3 separate regions of the Mus musculus genome follow, and all the other regions are linked to region 3. The links are chromatin contacts, called in public promoter capture Hi-C maps. All regions are on one chromosome and are shown on one strand. Each heading gives the region's core, a stretch centred on a gene start, on an enhancer-like site or on the middle of the called end of the contact. The rest is flanking DNA. Distances are from core to core; before and after follow the strand shown.

The links. Promoter capture Hi-C pulls out the DNA fragments that hold promoters and counts their contacts.
Region 1: a contact with region 3 is called in a promoter capture Hi-C map of cranial neural crest. The contact joins the promoter of Atp5j2 here to the promoter of Pole in region 3. A contact is called at or near these places in 5 of 39 promoter capture datasets (cranial neural crest, frontonasal cranial neural crest, maxillary cranial neural crest and 2 more).
Region 2: a promoter capture Hi-C map of pre-B cells shows a contact between it and region 3. The contact joins the promoter of Cpsf4 here to the promoter of Pole in region 3. A contact is called at or near these places in 3 of 39 promoter capture datasets (cranial neural crest, maxillary cranial neural crest and pre-B cells).

What each region holds. Positions count from the first base shown.
Region 1 is chr5:145,189,676-145,194,427 of GRCm38.p6, forward strand. Atp5j2 (ATP synthase, H+ transporting, mitochondrial F0 complex, subunit F2) reads right to left here and starts at 1,866. Exons shown (of 4, transcript NM_020582.3): 1 at 1,828-1,866. The coding sequence starts at 1,840.
Region 2 is chr5:145,164,449-145,168,889 of GRCm38.p6, forward strand. It overlaps Cpsf4 (cleavage and polyadenylation specific factor 4), which reads left to right and starts at 2,765. Exons shown (of 8, transcript NM_001291248.1): 1 at 2,765-3,011. The coding sequence starts at 2,909. Ptcd1 (pentatricopeptide repeat domain 1) reads right to left here and starts at 2,656. Exons shown (of 9, transcript NM_133735.2): 1 at 2,506-2,656; 2 at 613-1,085. The coding sequence starts at 1,059.
Region 3 is chr5:110,283,928-110,288,009 of GRCm38.p6, forward strand. It overlaps Pole (polymerase (DNA directed), epsilon), which reads left to right and starts at 2,392. Exons shown (of 49, transcript NM_011132.2): 1 at 2,392-2,522. The coding sequence starts at 2,461. Pxmp2 (peroxisomal membrane protein 2) reads right to left here and starts at 2,241. Exons shown (of 5, transcript NM_008993.2): 1 at 1,957-2,241. The coding sequence starts at 2,078.

The DNA.
Region 1 (4,752 bases), core at 616-3,115, about 35 Mb after region 3:
TTGGTTTGGTTTTTTTGAGATAGGGTATTGCTATACAGTACCGGCTAGCCTTAAACTCATGGATAATCTTCTTGTTTCAGCTTTCCCACTGCTAGGGTGACAGGGGTACAATATCAACCCCCAGCTGGCGAAGTGTACTAAACTCTTTAGTCTTTCCTTCAAAGGTCTCTTCACACTAACCCTCTACTTAAATAAGATTGCAAACTTTAAGCTGGGTATGATGGCGCATGCCTTTAACCCCAGCACTTAGGAGGCAGAAGCAGAGAGACTTTTATGAGTTCCAGACAAGCCTGATCTATCTAGTGAATTTCAGGATAGCCACAGCTATTTAGGGAGACCTTGTCTTTAAAAAAAACAAGAAAAAGTGATAGGGGTGGTGGTTGTGGCAGTGGCGGCACACACCTTCAACCCTAGCAATTGGGAAGGCAGAGGCAGGTGGAGTTCAAGTTCAAGGATAGCCAGAGTGGCAGAGAAATCCTGTAGGGGTTGGGATCCAAAACTTCTATTTTTTCAACTTTTTTTTTGGAGAGGAAGGCCCAGGCTGACAATTGTGCTTCTTCAGCCTCTTGAGCAGTGTCATTAATGCTCTTCCCGTTGTCTCTTCTGAAAGCTGTGTTCACTAACCATCTCCTACCATTTTACAGATAAAATAGCTGCTAATGCCCCAGGTGGCAGTGACCTACACCTTTAAGCCCAGTACTGGGGAGACAGAAGCAGGTGGATCCACAGATGAGTTCCATTACAGCTGGAGCTACACAAAGAAATCCTATCTTGCAAAACCAAGTACCAAACCAAATCAAAAAGGCTCAGCTCCTTCACACCCCGTTTTTAGACACCCCCCCCTTCACCTTCCCAGGCTGAGATAAAGAACACTGTAACAAGCTAAGTACAGTAGCATAGGCCTGTAATCCTAGCACTCAGAGATAGACGCTAATACATCACGACTGTGGCAGCAAGTTCATGACCAATCTGGGCTACATGGTGAAACCCTGTCTCAAAAGGAGGAGGTAGACAACTGTGAAATGGCTAGCCTGGCTACTGGAGTTCCTCGGAGTTGTCCTCGAACCTGGACACAAGCTCCAGCATTCCCATGACCATACCTAGACACGTGTGGGACACATAATAACAAAAACAACAATAATGTGTAATCCCAACAGTGCGCAATGAATGTGTGTGGAGATTGACTCGTACGTGTTAAGGGAACATCTGCTTGTCTGTCACAAGGACATTTCTGAAAGGTAATCTCATTTATCATGAGACCCGCCAACCTAGGTCTGAATCCCAGCGAGGCTCTCTCAGGACTGGTGACCTTGAACAGGTCACTTCACCCCAGTAGGCGTATTCAGTCGACACGTATGTAACATAATGTGGTGTCGGGAACCATTCTAGGCATTCGCTGGTCCTGGACCGTAATCTGAAAGCCTCATCTCCAGGGAGGTCCAAGCGCTGCCCAGCGTAAAGGTTCAAGTGACCCTGCCTGTGTCAAGTCGCGCAGGAAGAAAAAGCAGCAGCTTAGTCCTCCGCGGAAGGACAGACAAATGGTTCCGGGCAACGCATGTGCAGGCCCCCAGAAGCCTCTCCGTGCTGACTGGGTCTTCCACCGCCAGGCCAGGCGATGCACAGCAGAAATCCGCTGCAGAGTGGAGGGAGGAGGGCGGGAGCACAGGACCTTATAGTAAGTGTCCAGCGCGCTTCCGGGGAGGCTTCAGTGAAGCCCCGGGTGAAGAGCAAGAGTTCCCGCGGTTCCTTCTCACCCCACTGTGGCCCTGGAGCCTGTGCCCAAATCGGGCTTCCAACCCCAAGGCCAGGAAAGGGCCGAGTACTCACCGAGTGACGCCATCTTGAAGTCCTGGTGTCCGCAGAACTCCAGCCGCGCGCAAAGGCTGCTGGGAAGGGCGCACGCACCCCTGCCGGAGCGGGAAGCAGAGGCTCATGGGAAGTAGATCACCACTTAGGTAGAGCATTTTGAGACCTATCCCAGGCGGAAGCAAAGGACAAAAGAGAAAAGGGACCTTTTGACTTTTTGCCTTCTACTTTTGGATCTCTCATGAGGAATGAGAGGCTTAGGGGTGTGGCTCAGTCCCGGAGTGCTTAAGGCTCTGGTTCCATTCCCAATGCTGAAAAGAAAGAAAAGCAGAGAAGCCTTGAATAGGAACATTTGTTTTAACCCTCCCCAGTCCCTTTTACTTGCTATTCACTGCTCTGACCCCCAAATCCCTCTGAAGTTCCACTCCACATGCTTAAGTGGTTTCCATGATGATTGCAAACACGCCTCCACAGCTGACACCTGCTTAAATGGGTATTTTCTAAAGCTCGTAAAGGTAGTTTTTTTGACCCAAAATCAGAAGTATTAGATTTAAGCCATGTTAGCGCCAAAGTCAGACTACTATATAGCTACAGGCATTATCTTGCCATTAATTCCCAAATTTGGGCCTGAAATACAGCAAGACTGTATGCAATAACAGAGTTAGTCTAGCCTGGAAATCAGTATATGTTTTGGGTTGGCCTGAAACTTTTAGCAGTGACAACTCATGTATGGGAATTATATGTGTGCACTGCCTGTATAAACTGACATAACCACTCCATGGTATAATTAAGGTGAAGGTTTTTAAAATTATTTTTATGTACATGGGTGTTTTGCCTACATATATGTCTGTGTACCACATGCATGCAGGGCCCACTGAAGTCAAAAGAGGTCATTGGATCCCCTGGAGCTGAAGTTAGAAAGACAGTAGTGAATTCCTATGTGATTTGTGGTAATGAAACCTGGGTCCTCTGAAAGAGCAGATAGTGCTCTTAACAGATGAGCCATCTCTCCAGCCCCCATAAGGAAAGGGGATTTTTTTTTAAAGATTTATTTATTTATTATACGTAAGTACACTGTAGCTGTCTTCAGATGCGCCAGAAGAGGGCGTCAGATCTCATTACATGTGGTTGTGAGCCACCATGTGGTTGCTGGGATTTGAACTCAGGACTTTTGGAAGAGTAGTCGGTGCTCTTAACCACTGAGTCATCTCTCCAGCCCCCAGGAGAGGGGATGTTTATTGTAAATATGAGTGAGAGGGAACAGCCAGAGGCATCTGGAAGAGCAGAGAGAAGTAGACTTAACATGGGCATCTGACTGGACATGGTCAGAGCAATCTAAGAGTGAGAGCATGGGGTAGGGTGGGAGTGAGAATAGCAGGCTTATAAGAATGATTCGCTGGAGGGGTGGGGGGAGTCCAGGAGCTAAAGGGAGAAGCATAGAGAAGATGAAAAGAGCCAGAATGCTATAACATGGCCTTTGCTGTGTGTAATGGGTATTTGTGATATTGAGAGACTGGAGGCCAGCATGCATTTTGATATGCTGGTAAATGCCAAAGGTAAGGAAAATGACTCCTTTTGACAGAAAACTGGGCTTCCCGATTCCTTTTACCTGCTATTCACTGTGGAATAGTCACAATTCTTTTTACCGTTCCTAAGGAATGGTGGCTTTTATCTAACCACCAGAAATCCTCCTATAGTCCAAGTTGTGCTCATTTCTGGGTTTTTGGAAGGGGAGCAGGGCACTCTAGCTATTAGTATAGAAGGGGGCTGTAGTCGGCTCAGTTACCATTTCCCTGAAGGGGCTGGGTGGTCCCACATGGGTCATCATCTTAGTGTCTTAAGTGATTCTATCTTGGACCAAAGATCTACACCAGCCCAACATTTCTTATGTCAAGTTCCCAAGTGCTAGGATTACAGGTGTTTACCACCAAACCCTGCTTCGCCTCAGAATGCTTGAGTCTGCCTGTATTTAGAGTTGAGTGTAGAGCCAGTATCAAGAGTTCAGCTCTGAATGCTTTTGACTTTTCAAGATTTTAATGAGCAAGAGAGAAGGAGGCAGTGGGTGTCACAGGCCTTTGACCCCAGCACTCGGGAGACAGAGGCAGGTGGACCTCCCCTCAAGATCAGCCTGGTCTACAGGACGAGTTCCACGCCAGCCAGGGCTACCCAGACTCTGTCTTGGGGCAGAGGGGAAGCAAGAGAGGAGTCTCATTCAAGGGTCCCATTTATCTACTGCTTTGTGTTCATGAAAGGATGAATCCATTATGCTTAGAGTTGTCACTAATACAATTATAGGCCACCTTCCAGCCACTTGCATGTTTAGTCTCATGGGAAAGCTGGATAGAGTGGCACACTGCAACAATCCCAGGACTTGAAAGCCTTAGGCAAGAGGATCACTGTGAGTTTGAAACCAGCCCAGGCTAAAGAGTCTTTGTCTGAAACAAAAGGTCACAAAACAATTTTCATTTTGTTTTGTTGAGATGTTGGAGTCATTGGACTTAGGGCCTTGTGCATGGGAGGCAAAGGTTTTAGCACTGAGCTATAAAGCTCTCCTGAGCATTTCTGGAGGTCCTAGAAGCACATGTATGGTCAAGGCCTGGGGCTCCACTGCATTATCTTGGTACACACAGTGGAATCTTTCAGCACTAGGGATAACTCCAATAATACGGCTTCAAAGCAAAGTGGAATCATGTCCCAGGTCTTGGGCATTTTAAAAAAGATTTAGTGTGGGGGTGAGGCATGTATGTGGCATAGCATGTATGAGGTTAGAGGAAACCTTTTGAGTATCAGTTCTTCCCTTTACCATGTTGGTCTTGGGGATGGAATTCAGGTTGTCGGACTCGGTAGCAAACACCATTATGCTCTGAACCACCCCCTTACGCCTGACGCCATAGGATTCAAGTGCTTCAGTACTCAGTCTTCTCCTTTTGAAGACCCCAAGGATGT
Region 2 (4,441 bases), core at 1,515-4,014, about 35 Mb after region 3:
CGTCGTCCTCTGGGCTCCACATGTGCACCGTGGCACACACACTCACACTTGCACCCAGACAGCAATAACAGAGATCCAAGGACTGAGTAATGAACACCCCAGCTTCAACAGCTGAGAAGGCTGCACTGCCCCACATAAAATGCCAACCCAGCAGAAGGAAAACCCCAAGGTTCTCATGTAAAATGCCTACCTGTTTACCAGTTCTCTTAACTCCCTGCCTGCCCTCCGCTCAGTTTCCAGCCCAGCCTCTTCCTCCCTCAGTTCCCCAACAGTCTGCTTAAACATTCCCTTCCCAGTAGTTTCCCCAATGCTAGCAGCTCCAAGCCATAGCAACTGTGCTAGCCTATCTGCTCAGCTCAGCTCAGCTCAGCTCAGCTCAGCTCAGCTCAGCTCAGCTCAGCTCAGCTCAGCTCCTCCTGGCTCCACTGTCTGACAGTGTCTTCACTAACTGCCTTCTCACTCTGCTAGTCCCCACCCCCGGCTTTATATACATTTCCTATCCCGTTCCCAGAAATCCAAGGGGCATCCAACACTGAAGGTCATAGGGTTCTCCCAGCTAAGAATTCTTAAAGGGCCAGGGACACAAGATGAAATCACAGCACACTCTCAGACCTTTCCTTCCTTGATCAGACGTTTGCACTGAAAGAAGTACCAGTACTGAGTGTTCCTCCGGCCCCGCCACGGTCTGGGCTCCAGTTCTTCCTCCTCACCACCCTGTTCCTTGAGCTGCAGGTTGTAGAGCTGGGCCGTTGACTTGTGGAATATCCTCCGGGAGGAGAATTTGCCAGAGAGGCTCCCGAAGCTCTCTTCCTCTGCCTCCTCCTGGGGAGCCACAGTGCTGAGCTTACTGGAGTCAGAGCAGAGGCTGCTCATTTCCTTCTGGTTCCCGCTGCCCAGGGGCAGCGGGGAGGAGGAGCCGCAGAAGGCAGCTCTCAGCCGTGCAGGTCCCTCCCTGCCTCCTGTCCATCGGGTTGATCCAACAAGATCCAGGTGTTGAAGGACAGACAGTCCTATGGGGCGGGGACCGGAAAAGAGCCGGGAGAGTCTTAGGAGGTCCATCGCTGGCTGCCTCGAGCCCCTGCAGCCTGAAATCAAGAAAAATAAGGAAACCGCATCAGACGCCATATAAAAAGTCAGAAAGGAAGGGCTGGCGAGATGGCTCAGCGTGCTCTCCGAAGGTCCTGAGTTCAAATCCCAGCAACCACATGGTGGCTCACCCATAATGAGATCTGACCCCCTCTTCTGGTACATCTAAAGTCAGCGACAGTGTACTTACATATAATAATAAATAAATCTTTGGGCTGGAGTGAGGGGGCCTACTGGTGCAAGCAGGGCCTACCAGAGCGAGCAGAGGTCCTAAAAAATTTCAATTCCCAACAACCACATGAAGGCTCACAGCCATCTGTACAACTATAGTGTACTCACATACATTAAATAAATAAATAAATAAACAAACAAATCTTTTTTAAAAAGAGTCAGAAAAGAGAGACAAGTTTACTCAGAGGGTAGGCTCTGAGTTAGGAAGACCTGGCTCTGTGCAGGGTGGGGAGTGGGAGATCAGTCAAACTTACTATCTCAGCTGGGTAGAAAAGAGTCAGAAATTCAGGGTCACCCTCAGCTATAATGTCAACTTCAAGACCAGCCTGGGCTTCATGAGATTGTCTTTAAAAAGTAAGAGTAAGTCGTGATGGGCCATGCCTTTAGGCCCTGCACCAGGGAGACAGAGGCAGGAGAATTTCTATGAGTTCAATGCCAGTCTGGTCTACAACTGTGAGTCCACGCTACTCAGGGCTACCTAGAGATCCCCAGTCTCGACAACAACAACAAGAGGCTCAAGAGGGTCTCAGCAGATAAAGGTGCTTACTGCAGAGCTCGGTGACCTGAGCTTGATTCCTGAACATACTTGGAAGGACTTGTGGTACAAGCTTTTCCCTAATCTGCACTCGAGTGGTGTGGAAGGCACATATATGCACATGCTCCCTCTCACAGAGCTACACCCTCTCACCCTCGCATTCTATTTTTATTAGGCTGTGCTGGGCCTGCTTACTTTGAAGCCCTTTAATAAAAAAACAAAACAAACAAACAACAACAAAAACAAGACATAATAACAGGGAAAAGAGGTATGACGGTATTTTGAGGCTTAGCTCTACTAGGTTGACTCGCTCTCCAGGGTCTCATGTAATGCAGTCTGGTCTTGAGCTTCTGACCCTTCTGCCTCCACTTGCCAGTTAGTGGGATTACAAGTCTGTACTAACACTACCGGCTTATGCGGTGGTGGGGCAAGCACTTTACCAACTGAGCCACACCTCCTGCCCCCTTACCCGACTTTTAAACGTCTGCATTAGAGCTACACCCACAGAGAGACCTGGGACCCTAGGTCGCCCCTTGCTTCCTCTCCCCAGGCCTTTAGATCCTCCGTTTTCGCATCTGAGCTTGGACAAAGTCCCTCAGGTCCAATTTCCACCCGGCTTCCGGGTTTCCTATGAGGGTTGAACAGAAACTCACTCTGAGCGTTCTAAGCGGCGAGCCCCTAGTGAGACGTCCTCAGAGTCGAGGGACCGCGGCTCCAGAGACAGCGTTCCTGCCCTCAGCACAGACTACGGAGATCCCGCGCAGGCGCACTTGCGTCGCCGCCTCTTGTGTAAGATACAGAACCGAAAGAAACAGGCGATCGGTCGGCGGCTAGTCAGGCCTGAAGGAGTGGCCGGACTCTGAGCTCCGTTGGCTGAGTCTGGATGGGAAAAAAGGGCCGGCGCGGGCTCCAGCGCTCCCGGCATCCCTCGCGGGGCGGCGGCTGCGGCGGCGGCGGTGGCGGCAAGCGAGAAGGGGACGGGGAGAGGTAGCGTGAGTTGCGGAGAGCGGCTGAGAGACCTGAGGGGGAGCTGGGCCCGAGGCCGCCGCCGCCGCCATGCAGGAAATAATCGCCAGCGTAGATCACATCAAGTTCGACTTGGAGATCGCCGTGGAGCAGCAGCTCGGGGCGCAGCCGCTGCCCTTCCCCGGCATGGATAGTGAGTGCGGGGCCCGGCGGGTGGGTGGGCGAGTCTGATTCTGACCAGAGGTTACCCCAGCCCTGGGCCCTGGAACCCGGGACCCTCGCCTAGTTCCTCCGCTTCCGTCCTGGGACTTCCCGGTGTCACTTGAACTCGGGGAGACCTTTCCTTGGATCCTTGATCCCCGGGGACTGCTCCGTGGCAATCCTCGGGACAGCAGGACTGTGTCGGTTGTTCGCGTAATTCTCCAGTGAACGCGTGTCATCCTGAAGTGGAACTGCCTTCTCCCATCCTGCTCCAACTTCAGCAAAGTCTTAGAATGTCCCCCATTTCCACCTCTTAGCGTGCTCCTCTCTACTTTCATCAGAACTAGGCGGTAGAAGAGTCTGAGTGTATCTGACTGTCGAAGACTCCAAGTAGACCCTCATATTCCAGGCTTGCTTTAGTCTAGCTCCTGGGAAATCCTTCCCTGTCCTGGAATTGTCCGTTTTCCTCACTACCCCACCTCCGGGTCACCTGTCCCAACTCAGGCCCCCAGCGAACCTTTAGACCGAGCTATATTTACTGTCCCTCTTCATGTGATGAGATGGTTTTCCTGTTCTGGTGGGATATATCTTCCGTTTGGGGGAGCTGCTTCAATTCAGACAGAACTGTCCTCTTTGGCCAGGTCGTCCTTGCACATATGTCTACTCTTTGTTGTTGTTGTTTTTCGAGACAGAGTTTCTCTGTATAGCCCTGGCTGTCCTGAAACTCACTCTATAGATCAGGCTAGCCTTTTAAGCACTAGGTTTTTACTCAATTTGATGGCACTGCCTTGAGACCATGGAACATTTGTGTGGGGCAATAGATCCACAAACCTGTGGAGGCAAGTGTGCACTTGAAGTAAAGATTTGGGTTTCTTTAAAAAACACAGAAATAGCCGGGCAGTGGTGGCGCACGCCTTTAATCATGGCTCTTAGGAGGCAGAGGCAGGTGGATTTCTGAGTTCAAGGCCAGCCTGGTCTACAGAGTGAGTTCCAGGACAGCCAGGACTACACAGAGAAACCCTGTCTTGAAGGGAAAAAAACAAAAACAAACAAACAAAATCCAGAACCCAGAAAACTACAGAAATAGGAATATATTTTTATTTTAATCCCAGATATGGGATCTGGGGCTGCTTCAGATTTTCCATAGCAGCTGACTATGATTTGCCTCATTCCTTAGCAGGAGTGTGATACTGCCAATGGCAGATAGTTTTTGCCATTGTGTGGCATTTGGAATTCGGAGGACTCTTAAGAGGGTATATAAATGCTAGGGCCCCAAGAATGTGGGTTGTTGGTTGGTTGAGAGTTGTTAAGTAGTTGTGCACAAAAAAGGAACAACAAGAAATTAGATACCCTGACAGCAAAGACCAAACTTGCTCCCTAATCATCCGGGAGCAGTCTAACAATGACATCACCCCCTCTCTC
Region 3 (4,082 bases), core at 1,142-3,641:
TTGTCTACAGAGTGAGTTCCAAGACAGCCAGAGCCATACAGAGAAACCCTGTCTCGAAAAACAAAAACAAAAAACAACCACCAACAACAAAAAAAGATCTTGCTGTGTAGATCATGGGATGAGTCCCTATTGAAGTAACTTGCTAAGTTAGGTAAAGCCCCAGAAGATAGAGGCACTATGACCTAAAGTGAAAACCACAGATGAGCACAGTGAGACATCCACCTGCGGGGCTGTGTGCCTTCCAACATCCCCACAGCTGCTCCATTGAAGGCATGGATGTAAAAGGCAATAGGAGGGATCCTCACAAGGACATGGTCTGTGGGCTGTATTTAAGCAAATAACTCTATGTTGTAGTTTTGTTTTGTTTTGTTTTGTTTGTTTGTTTGTGTTTTTTTTGTTTTTTTGTTTTGTTTTTGAGACAGGGTTTTTCTGTATACCCCTGGCTGTCCTGGAACTCACTTTGTAGACCAGGCTAGCCTCGAACTCAAAAATCTGCCTGCCTCTGCCTCCCGAGTGCTGGGATTAAAGGCTTGTGCCACCACGCCTGGCTCTTAGTTTCTTTTTATGTTGCAAAATGAACAAAAACCAAACCAAACAAAAAATGAGACAAAGGCAACTTAAGAGAACAATGGCTTATTTCAGCTCCCAGTTAAAGGTTCAAGTCCATCAAGGCAGAGAAGTGAAGGCAACAGGAGGTTGAAGGATCTCCTCACAGCACACCCACAATGAAAAGAGAGAGAAAACGCGTGCGGTTCAGCTAGCTCACTTTTTCCACTTCCAGTCAGACACCAACTAGGAATGGTGGCGCCCCTAGTGGGCAGATCTTCCCAGCTCAAAGAAGATAATCAAGATAAGCCCCTCAGGCATGCTTAATTCCTAAATGTTATCAAGTTGACAACTAGCTTTAACCACCACAGCTGTCTTCTAAAAAGCTATAAATCCAAAACTTTTAGTATGGATCATAAGGACCCTCTTGACTTGACCCCTGGTTACCTCTTCCTATCTACTCTCCCTGGTCATTTTCTCCACCAGAGTCCTTCTCTTCACCCCTCCGACATTCTCTGAATTCTTCCCCCAGAACTTTTACACTTACTGTGCCCTGTAAACAACCGCTTCTCTTCTCTGTGCTTCTGACCAACGTCAACAACCCAGGAGAAATTTCCCTAACTGCTCTAAGTTATACATTTATCTGCCTTTTGCGGGGGTGGGGTGGGGTGGGGTGGGAAGATGGACTCGTTCTTCTTAGCTCCGAGAGAAGTCTATGCGCCTGTTCTGATCACAGCTATGTGCCCGCGCACAGGAAGCACTCTGCACACACTTATGGAAAAGCTAAGTTAATACAGAACCTACAAAATGCACTAATGGAAATGAACAGAAACAGGGATATCTCGTTAGGAAACCGAACGATGTAATTCAAAGGGCAGAGTTCACCAGCGACCGTGCCTGGGTTGCTCAGGGTTAGAATGTGTCCCTGACTCGCGGGTCTTCACAACACTCAGACTGCAAAGGCTAACTAATGCTTGGGACCCAACACACAAACAGCACTTACTGGCTAAGCAGAACGGGGTCGCACCTTAAGGAAGAACTCTGCCTTCCTCCACAGCAGTGGTTCTCAACCTTCTTATCGCTGTGACCCTTTAATAATACAGTTAGCTCCTCATGGTGTGGTCACCCCAACCATAAAATTACTTTCACTGCTACTTCTAAACTGTAATGCTGCTACTGTTGTGAATCATAACGTAAATATCTGATATACAGGATATCTGATACGTGACCCCCTGTACAAAGGTCGTTCAACCTTTAAGGGGTTCCCGACGTACAGGCTGAGATCCACTGCTGCTCGGGCAATATCTGAGCTGCTTGGTCTGCAGACGCCCCCTCTCTTAACCTCCCCTGCAGGAGAGTCTCCCCTGTCGGCACCCCTCCTTTTCACCCCACTTCCCAGTAGGCGCCCACCTGCTGACTGCTTTGGTGAGCACCGGGTAGAGCTTTAGGAGCAGCAAGTATTGGGCGAGCGCTCGCTTGGGAAGCGACCCGAGCTCGGATTCCACCCGCAGCCTGGACGCCGCAGGTGCCATCGCGGTCCGGATGTCTAAGTCGCCCCGGGCGCCCACCCAACAGCTAGGCAGTCGGGCACCCGGCCCGGGACACAGGGCACAGGGCGGGGACGGCCTGACATTTTCTGCCCTTCCTCCGCCCTCAGCGAGCCCGGCCGTCCCGCCACGCGCGCGGCCAGCTAGTGCACTCTTTTCCCCCGGTCCCTGCGACCCACCCTCTGCGCTCGCCGGAGGATTGGAGAGCCGAGGGGCGGGGCGGGGCGGGGCGGGGCGATGGGGGCGGGCCCCGGCTAGGTCCATCTGAGGCCGCGCCTTCTCATTGGCCGAAGCCGTAGCCTCGCGAGAGCACGTGGAGAGCGCGCCAAATTCTCCCCGGAGCCTGAGGGAGCTTTGGAGCGTCGCAATGGTCCTGAGGAACAGTGGACGGAGGCACCCCGAGCCGGGCGCGGATGGCGAAGGCAGCCGGTGAGAGCCGGTGTCCTGCTGCCAAGGCGCTGGCGGTAGCCGCGGCCGGAGCAAGCTTGGGCGGGCGCGGTGTCCGGGGGTTCAGGGGTGGGGAAAACAGCGGGCCCGGCGCGCGGCGCGGAGGACAGGGCGGGCTCCCGTCTTCGCCCTGTGTGGTTTCCGTAGTTTTTATTGAGATGCTAAACTCAACTCCGTGGCCCAGGCTGCTTCTCTAGAAATATCTGTGCCTGCCCTGTGACTTGACTAGGGGTGAACATCTATTCTCATCAGACAAGAAGGGAACGGGGAAAGTAAAGGAAGATTCTGTCTAGACCAGCTCGGCGAAGTAAACCAATTTATTAAACCAAAAGCCGAAACCCTTACGCATCACATCAGCAAGAGATTCTAGAGTATGGTGACAAAGGAAACTGATGTGGATATCGTATATAGAGATTGGTGACACTGTGGCAGAATAAGACTCTGTATCAGGGGCTGGTGAGATGGCTCAGTGGGTAAGAGCACCCGAGTGTTCTTCTGAAGGTCCAGAGTTCAAATCCCAGCAACCACATGGTGGCTCACAACCATCCGTAACAAGATCTGACTCCCTCTTCTGGAGTGTCTGAAGACAGCTACAGTGTATTTACATATAATAATAAATAAATCTTAAAAAAAAAAAAAAGACTGTGTATCAGAATGTGAGCACTCATTGAGTGGAAGCCCGGTTAGAGCTGAATAGTGATAGTGTTTTCCTATTATATGTGAAGCTCTGGGTTTGCTGTACAACACCTGCATAGCAGCCAGGGTAATTGACCTGGACCAGTAAGCGGTTCTTCAGTGACAGGTTCCTGAGAGAGTGATGGCCAGGGGGATGAGGAGGAGATGGAGAAGATAAGAGCATTCAGGATCAGGAGGTGTCACACAGAGTGATGGCTCATGCAAGCAAGTTTATTAGGAAGTACAGCATCTTTTTTTTTTTTTGATGTATTTACTTATTTTATGTATGTGAGTACTCTGTAGTTGTCCTGTCTTAAGACACACCAGTCAGATCACATTGTAAATGGTTGTGAACCACCATGTGGTTGCTGGGAATTGAACTCAGGACCTTTGGAAGAGCAGTCAGTGCTCTTAACCACTAAGCCATCTCTCCAGCCCCAAGCCATTTCTTCAAGCCCCCAAGTACAGTGTCTTACATAGAGGTTTTGTACCTCTATGGAAAGGTGGGTGGGACAGTGTCATAGAGCAGGTAGCAGCCTTGGGACAGAAAACCATAGCCCCTTAAGGATGAGAAGAGATGATTTCTTAGGATCCGGATCCACAGCGCCCTCAAGGCCCTGGTTCTCAGGCTATTACTTGCTCTACCAAGCTCATTCCTGATTTAGAAAAAGGAGCTATGTTCTTTTTCATACATCCAAGCCTCAGTCTAACAGTAACAATAGTTACTGTGTTGACTTCTTCATGTCCATGATGCCATGGAAAGACACGTGAGGTGGGCAGTACTCATACTGTTATGTTCATGCTAGACTTCAGTTTAGAGATGAGAGATGTGAAGTACTTTATCTACATTTACAACTATTTGATGTG